Linked DNA regions of Mus musculus: region 1 is linked to region 2. Evidence: chromatin contacts called from public HiChIP or PLAC-seq data. All regions are on one chromosome and are shown on one strand. Each heading gives the region's core, a stretch centred on a gene start, on an enhancer-like site or on the middle of the called end of the contact. The rest is flanking DNA. Distances are from core to core; before and after follow the strand shown.

Region 1 (3,657 bases), core at 103-2,602, 33 kb before region 2:
GTCTCCAGAGGCCAGAGTGGCTCTGGAAAGCAGAACCCTGGTGCCCGTCACAGGCCAGGCAGAGGCCGAGGGACGAGAAAGGGTGAACAAGAGGGTACAGAGATTCCCCACTCGCACACCCCCTACCCCCAATTTAGCGAGCTGCGGCCCCAAAGGGGACCAAAGAGGCTGGCCTGGCGACTCGGCAGGAAGTTCCCAGGACCGCACTGAGCATGCTCTGGGGGAGTGTGTACGCGGGTGTCGCCCTTACATCCCGCAGCCTCTGCCATCTCCCAGTCGTGGGTGCACGCCGGCAGGATCGCGGCCGGGGCGGGCTGTCCCTAAGGCTCTCTAGGTTACGAAGGGTCTTCTTGACCTTTCAGCCTGGAGCTTTGGATCTTTATATCCCTTCTCCCCAGGGACCTGGGGTCCCACTCTTCATTCTTCCTTCCAACTGGCTCAAGGCACATCTCACGCTGAGCTCTCGGATCCCCAGGACCCTAGCCCGGCCCACGCTGGCATCCTGGTTTCTGGTTTCATCGCGGTCCCAGCGTCCAAAATGCCAATCTCAGCTTCTCGCCTCCAGCCCACGCCACCCGAGCCCCTTCTGGACAGTTCCTTGGAAGCCTAAAAGCCTCAGAGGCTAGAGAAGATCTTCGGGGTCCCATGAGAGGGGATGCCTCTGAGCAGGTGGTGGACCCTCCAAGCGGGTCCCTCGGTTGTACTCTGGGGTTCCCACCCCCGTCCCAAATCAAACACGGCCAGAACATCCACCCACGCAGCCCCCGGTGTCAGCGTTGGGCCGGATAAGGGCTGCCTCATCTCCCCTAACATCCCCCACGCGTCCCCCCGCGATCCACAGTCCGTGCATCTCCCCGAAGGGGGATGGCGAGCTTCTGAATCGATCGCTCGACCCTGCAGCAGCTCTTACCTGCTAGTAGGGGAGCAGCAGAAGCACCATCAGTAGCAGTCGGGTTCACTCTCCAGCAGCCTTGCTCCAGGAACAGAGGTCCCAGGCACAGCCAGGAGCGGGGTCAGAGCGCCCCCTGAGACTGAGATGCGGCTACCTGGGCTAGATCGAGCCTGGGGCCGCCGCCGCCACCGCGGGAGCCGCAGGGCTGCCGGGCGAGCGGGCCTCGGCAGGGACGGTCTGAAAACTACCAGCCCTGTCGGGGCCGTGCGCAGCGCGTCCACCTTCCGCCCCTAGACGCAAGCAGGGACGTTCCTCCTGAGTCCAAACGATCAGGACAGAATGGTTAGGAGATCTTTTCGAGGTTTCTGCTACCCTTCCCGGATCGACCTACCCAACTTCTCTCAGCTTCTAGGCTCGCGCCGCTCTCCAAGGCAAAGGGATTCCGGGCCACGGACGTTCCGCAAATTCCCCGCCCACCCCGGCAGAGCGCTCAGCCAATTCGGAACGCCTCGGCTTCTCGGGGATCGTCTGCAAACTCTAGACCCTGTACAGGAGGACTTGAAGCCGCTCCATTCCGCAGCCCAAGGAGAAACAGGCAGAGAGCTAGACCGAGGGAGCTGAGTAAATAATACTCTAGCAAGGTCAGGGGCAGGGTACAATTACTGTTACATACAGTGCATTCTCCAGAGTGATGGTCTCTGGGCCTCCTCAGGACAGGGACCTTTCAGGAGTGAAACCAGTGGGGAGGAGATGGCGGGCTCAACTGTTTAGGGGGTCTTGCCAACTTTTAACAAACGCCCTGAGCTCCATTTTTATACTTTATAGAGTAGATTGGCAAAAACAGTAGGAATTTCTGTCCCGTGTCTTTTTTTTTTTAACTGAACAGATTTGTATTTGTTTATTTTGTGATGGGGGGGGGGGGGGGTGGTGCAGTCTTACCTAACCCAGACTGGCCTCGATGAACTTGCTTTTAACAGAGCATACCCTCGAACTCTGGATCTTCTTGCCTCCATCTCCTGAGTACAGGAATTACAAGCATCACACCCTTGGCTTTGGTGACCCTGAGCAAGTCATTTATCCGGATCCTCTTAGCGGCTCTATTAATGAGGGCAATAACGGCTGCTCCATGACATTATTGTGAAAATGTAATGAAATATTTGTAAAGGGTTTGGCAGTGACTGGTACACAGTAGGCACACAATTTTTCTAATGTGCTTCTTTTTCTCTGCTCAGTCTGCGTTTTATGAGCAGCCTGGACAGCTTAACACCGTACTCTTGTAAATTCAAACAGAAATAAAACACATCTCCTGCCCTGAGGGCACCACAATGAAACACTGACTAGCAAGCAATATTCAATCGGCCACCCTCCAGGGAGCTGGCCGTGCATTTACATCACGGAGCATTATAGATCCTGGTTAAGTGTTGTCTGGAATGGAAGGAGGGTGGACTGATGGATTACCCGGGGTGTAAATGACAGGAAGTTCTGCTCCTGTGAGCCATCGCTATATCCAGTTACAGTAGAAGGGTTTATCCTGCAGAATTTCTTCAACCTTGTTTCACAGCTCCGTTCTTAGGCTAATTTCACCCTAACTTGCCCCCCTCCACATCCCCGGCAGAATTATTTTAAACCTGGGGATTATAGAATTTTGGATTTTTTTTTTTAACACTAGAAACAATTTAGTTCCTCTTCTGCGTTTTGTGAAGTAGCCCTCTCGGCTACACAGCCAGTGAGTAAGAGCTCTTGACACCCAGGTCCTTCATAGAACACACCTGTGGTGTTGTCTCCTGCTTGGAGCACCCTGGGAATGTACACAAATGAAATCAGCCCTTCTTTAACATCCACCTGGAGGAAGAGGCTGGGCTACTTCTGGATCAGAAGAGCTTCCAGGTGTCAGAGACAGTCCAAGTGGGGTCCAAGGACACCGAGGAAATTGGGGTGCACAGGATGAGCTTTTCTGGAAACCCTAGGAATATTCTGAGGCATTCTTCCTTGCAAGCCAAAAAAAGTGTCTCAAGAAAAATGGTGACATCTGGTGGCCAGGACTTTCTGTGCTGGTTATAGATTATAATCATAATAGATTCTTTAGAAAGCCAAGTCCCATGGACCAGACCGTTCCTAACTGTACCAACCTGGTTGTCTGAAAGACATTCATCACTTAAACTTTATAGAGGATATTCTATATAGTTATTTCAGATTCTTTAACCCAAAGCACATACATATATAAAGAAATAAAATATGATATAAGTAAAATAGTAAATTCATATGTACACATATGCATAATCTCTCTTATCTATTCTTTTCATTTACATAAATATATTGCATGTTCTTAGGGAGAAATTAATATTACTTCAATTGTTCTTTCGATAGAGTAAAAGCATTAATTTACTGGAGCTGGGGAGATGCTTCAGTCAGTAGAGTGCTTGCTTGTGTGATCAGGAAGACCTGAATTCCATCCCTAGAACCCATATGTAAAGAACCAGGCTTTGTGGAGCATGCTTGTAATCCCAGCACTGGGGCCCAGGAGACAGATGGATCCCTGTAGCTTGCTGGCCAGCAAGCATAGCCAACTTGGAGGGTTCCAGGTAAAAGTAAGTGAACCTGCCTCAATAAATAAAGTGGGCATCTATGAAATAACACCTAAGGTTGACCTCTGACCTCCACAGGAACATGTACATACCAAGGGACTGAATATACTATCTGAATAATTGCAAAAGGGACTCTTCCTTGCAGAGAGGACAGTGGTGGCAAAATGAACTAGTGGTGGC
Region 2 (3,639 bases), core at 192-2,691:
CATACTCTGGGGGTGGGGAACTGCAGTATGAGGTCCCAGGGAAGTCCCAGAGTCAGGCTCTGGGGTCCCGGCCCTCACAGAGGCCAAGGACCTCAGGTTCTCAGACTTTAGAACACCATGGATGTTGCTGGATGATGCGGAAGAGCTGAGAGTGGAGTGGGGGCCTGAGGGCTGGATGGAGCCCGGGGGCTGAAGGGAAAGGGGCAGGAGAAGGGCTCTGTCTGGGTCCCATGGGATGAGGGGGTTCTTAGCTTGGTTGGTGGGCAGCTTGACTTGGTGGAGTCCATAGCTGGGAGTGCAGAGAGGCCTCCTGAGGGAGATTAGATGCAGCTCTTTAGAGGAAGATCTGCTCCATTTCCCCCCTCTGCGGGCCCTGGTGAGAAGAGGCAGTCCATGGTTTTAAGGCATTTATTGTCATGGTGGAGAGTTGTGATGAGTGAAACTGTATCCCCACTTTCTCAGGGCGGGCCTGAGGTTAAATATCTTTTGCAGGGAGGAGTGTCTGGGAAGGGGAGCTTAATTGGCTAAGCCCTTCAGGCTTTTAGGTACCTCATTAAAGTGGGGATCTGTCTTGAGGATACATGATCTGTGGTCACATCCTTTACCTGTGGAGGGGCTTGGGGCATTGCCCTTATGTAACTGATGGCCACAAAATTATGGAGAGCTGAGGCCTCATGTCGGGAGCCTGGTGTCTAGGAGCATGGCAAAGTGCCCATAGTCCCTTGTAGGCCATGGTCACCGGCTGGGTCACCCAGTTTTAAACCTAGCCCAACCAGAAACCAGGTTGCCTCTCACAGTCCCACACTAAACCTCTGCACACAGGACCACCACCTGGTGACCAAGTGCTCAGACACCCAAGACTATGGGCAAACATTTCATTAAAACCACCACAGAGGGGCAGAGCTGGCAGTTCTTGTCTGCAGTCTCTCTTATAGGATGTAGTTAAGACCCCAGGAAGGGGAGACAGAAACAGAAAGACAGACGAGAGAGAGAGAGAGAGAGAGAGAGAGAGAGGAGAGGAGAGGAGAGGAGAGGAGAGGAGAGGAGAGGAGAGGAGAGGAGAGGAGAGGAGAGGAGAGGAGAGGAGAGGAGAGGAGAGGAGAGGAGAGGAGAGACTGAGAGAGATTCTACAACATAACCAAGTGTTCTGGCAATGGTAGAGGGGGGCTAATAATGGAAGGTCAAGTCTGGGGAGCCTCCTAGTGCCTCTGGTTCCCTTCTGACTGTTGTCATAGATCCCTTGGGAGAGAAGAGTTCAAGTCTCGGCCTCTCCGCTTGGTGACATCAGCCTCAGATAAGCCTCATTGATGGCAATGAAAAGTTCGGGGTGAAGTGTCAGTGTGAACATGAGATACAGTGCCTCAGCTGACCAGTGCTCCTCCTGCAGGCAGCTGTCGTTGGCACCTGGTGTGTGCTGGGAGTTGTCATAGGTCCCCTCCACAGTCCTTCCCTGCATGTGGTGGGAACTGGCTCTTCAGGGACCTAAGCATTCCTGCCCCCTGCCTTACACTCTGGTCGAGTCATCTTGACAGGCTGAGAGGCTTGGAAGCTACTCACGAGGCAGAAGAGTTTCACGGAAACTCACCTCCTGGAGTCTGGAGTCCTCTCTAACCCACACATTAATATTCCATTCCCGAGTTAGTCTAGTGTATGGATCCATGTGCTCTCTTTTAGTATTATCTTATTATAAGTGCCTTTTAAGATTGAATTCTGACATAGCTAAAGCCTTTGCCAGTCTTCCAATGTCCTAGAAAGTCCTTGAGCAGAACATGGGCTTGGAATTCAGGAAGAATGTTGCCTATTCAGTGACATTCAGAATTGCCTCTGGCATTACACTATCACTTTGAATAAAAGCTAGGTCACTGCCCTACACAGGAATTTACCATCATCTAGGAAGAAGGAAGTTTCAGACCTAAGGAGAAACCAGAATAGATACTATAGATAGCTGAGTTACACCCATACACATGTACTTACAATGGCCTAAGGGAAAGGTGGACTATACAATAGACTAAAATAAGAACTATGGCAAGGGCACGAAGCCCTTGACCCTGGCTTCTAAGATTAAGTGAATCTTAGGTGGAGCCCTTGTTGATCCCAGTTGTTAACAATGAATTCTATCCCAGGTGGTTCCTGTTAAACCTTCTGTTAAACCATTCCTCTGTTTTGTGTAAGAATCCAGTAACCTCTTTGTACTTTGCGGGTACGTCACCCCACTTTCTTATTGTCTTCTGTATAAAAAGTTTGATGCTCAATTTGACAAATTACATTCAGATTCTACACAACCTCTCCTGTGTGCATCTGTCTGTCATCCCATCTGACGCTTTGCCCACCTGCGACTAGAGACCCGTTCCACGCAGACAAAGGGGCCCAGAGGGTCTGCGGCAGCCCCCCACCCCCCTTCTGGTGTGCGTGGACTGTATTACATGTGTGGACATCAGAAGACAAGCTTAAGTGTTTTTCTCTCCCACCTGTGTGAGGCAGGCTTTTCCTTTTGGCCATGTGTACACCAGCTAGCTGGCCTGGAAGCCTCTGACGTCTCCTAACTCTGCCTCCCAGCTTGCTGTAGGAATGTGCTACCTTGTCAGTTTTACACGGGTGCCAGGGACCTGAACTCAAGTCCTATGCCTTTGTAGCCAACACTTTGCCCATGGAGCCCTCTGCCAAGCCCAATTCTTTTCATTTGTTTTTAAAACATTTACTTAATCATAGGAGTTAGTTTTCTTTTTCCTATCATGTAGGTTCTGGGTATTGAACAGAGGTCATCCAACTTGGTCGCAAATGTCTTTACTTGCTGAGTAATTTTTCTGGTCCTAAAATACAACTGAATATACAAATACAATGAAGGACAGTTACACGTGATGGCTGCACACATAGTTGGCTTGCTGTTTTATAAACTACTGACACCCTTTCGATGATTTGAGAATATTACCCCACATGTCACCTGAGCACCAGAACATACCAGCCAGTGGCTAACCCCATGGAAGTCTGATGTGCCAGACAACCCAGGCTGCTTTGCAGGACTTCTGAAGCTCTGCAGCCCGCATACTGTTTTCACATGGCTCTGTTATTTCCCTTAGCACTACATCTCAAAAATCTCTCATCTGCTTACTTCATTACTTATTCTTTCCACACCATTAGCCTAGGACTGTGGTTGGGGTGAGGGCATTTGTCATTTTTCCGTGCCCAAATCTCACTTTTTGAGACTCTGTGTGGTGTGCAGCAGGCGTTTGGCAAGTATGGCTGACAGAAGGAAGATACGGAAAACCTCCGATGCATCTTGCCAAGTAGAAAGGCGTTACATCACACAGATCCAACTCTTTGACAAGCTGGAAAAGGCAAAACCTCAGAGACAGGAAAAAGATCAGTGGTTGCAGACCGTGGCTCGGTTGGTAGAGTGCTTGCCTAGCAGATCTGAGGCCCAAGGAGCGGTCCTCAGCATTTAATAAACCTGCAATTGCATGCCTGCAGCCCCAACACTTGCGAGGCAGAGGCAGGGGGATCAGAAGTTCAAAATTATGAGCTGGGAAGGTTGCTCAAGGGCAGAGCACTTGTTAAGCACACACAGAACCTGGGTTCCATCCTTAGAGCCTCAAACCAACCAAACCAGGTGGCCAAACTGGGGTCACTGGGAGCTGGAGA

What was found. HiChIP or PLAC-seq counts read pairs in DNA pulled down with a chosen protein or histone mark.
Region 1: a contact with region 2 is called in an H3K27ac HiChIP or PLAC-seq map of embryonic stem cells, with 9 read pairs. The contact joins the promoter of Mgat5 here to the enhancer-like site in region 2. A contact is called at or near these places in 1 of 39 promoter capture datasets (hippocampal neurons), 1 of 484 Hi-C or Micro-C datasets (cerebral cortex), 9 of 115 datasets of contacts at active chromatin or transcription factors (the SCID.adh cell line, astrocytes, bone marrow-derived macrophages and 3 more) and 1 of 9 other capture datasets (adipose tissue).

What each region holds. Positions count from the first base shown.
Region 1 is chr1:127,202,681-127,206,337 of GRCm38.p6, reverse strand. Mgat5 (mannoside acetylglucosaminyltransferase 5) reads right to left here and starts at 1,352. Exons shown (of 18, transcript NM_145128.3): 1 at 911-1,352.
Region 2 is chr1:127,169,328-127,172,966 of GRCm38.p6, reverse strand. No RefSeq gene overlaps it. Among named protein-coding and RNA genes, the nearest start is that of Mgat5, 34 kb to the left of the region's middle. Within about 2 kb of position 1,441, at least 12 of the 459 cell types and tissues checked have an H3K27ac peak or open chromatin away from gene starts, as enhancers often do. A contact at or near this core is called in embryonic stem cells, where this site is marked.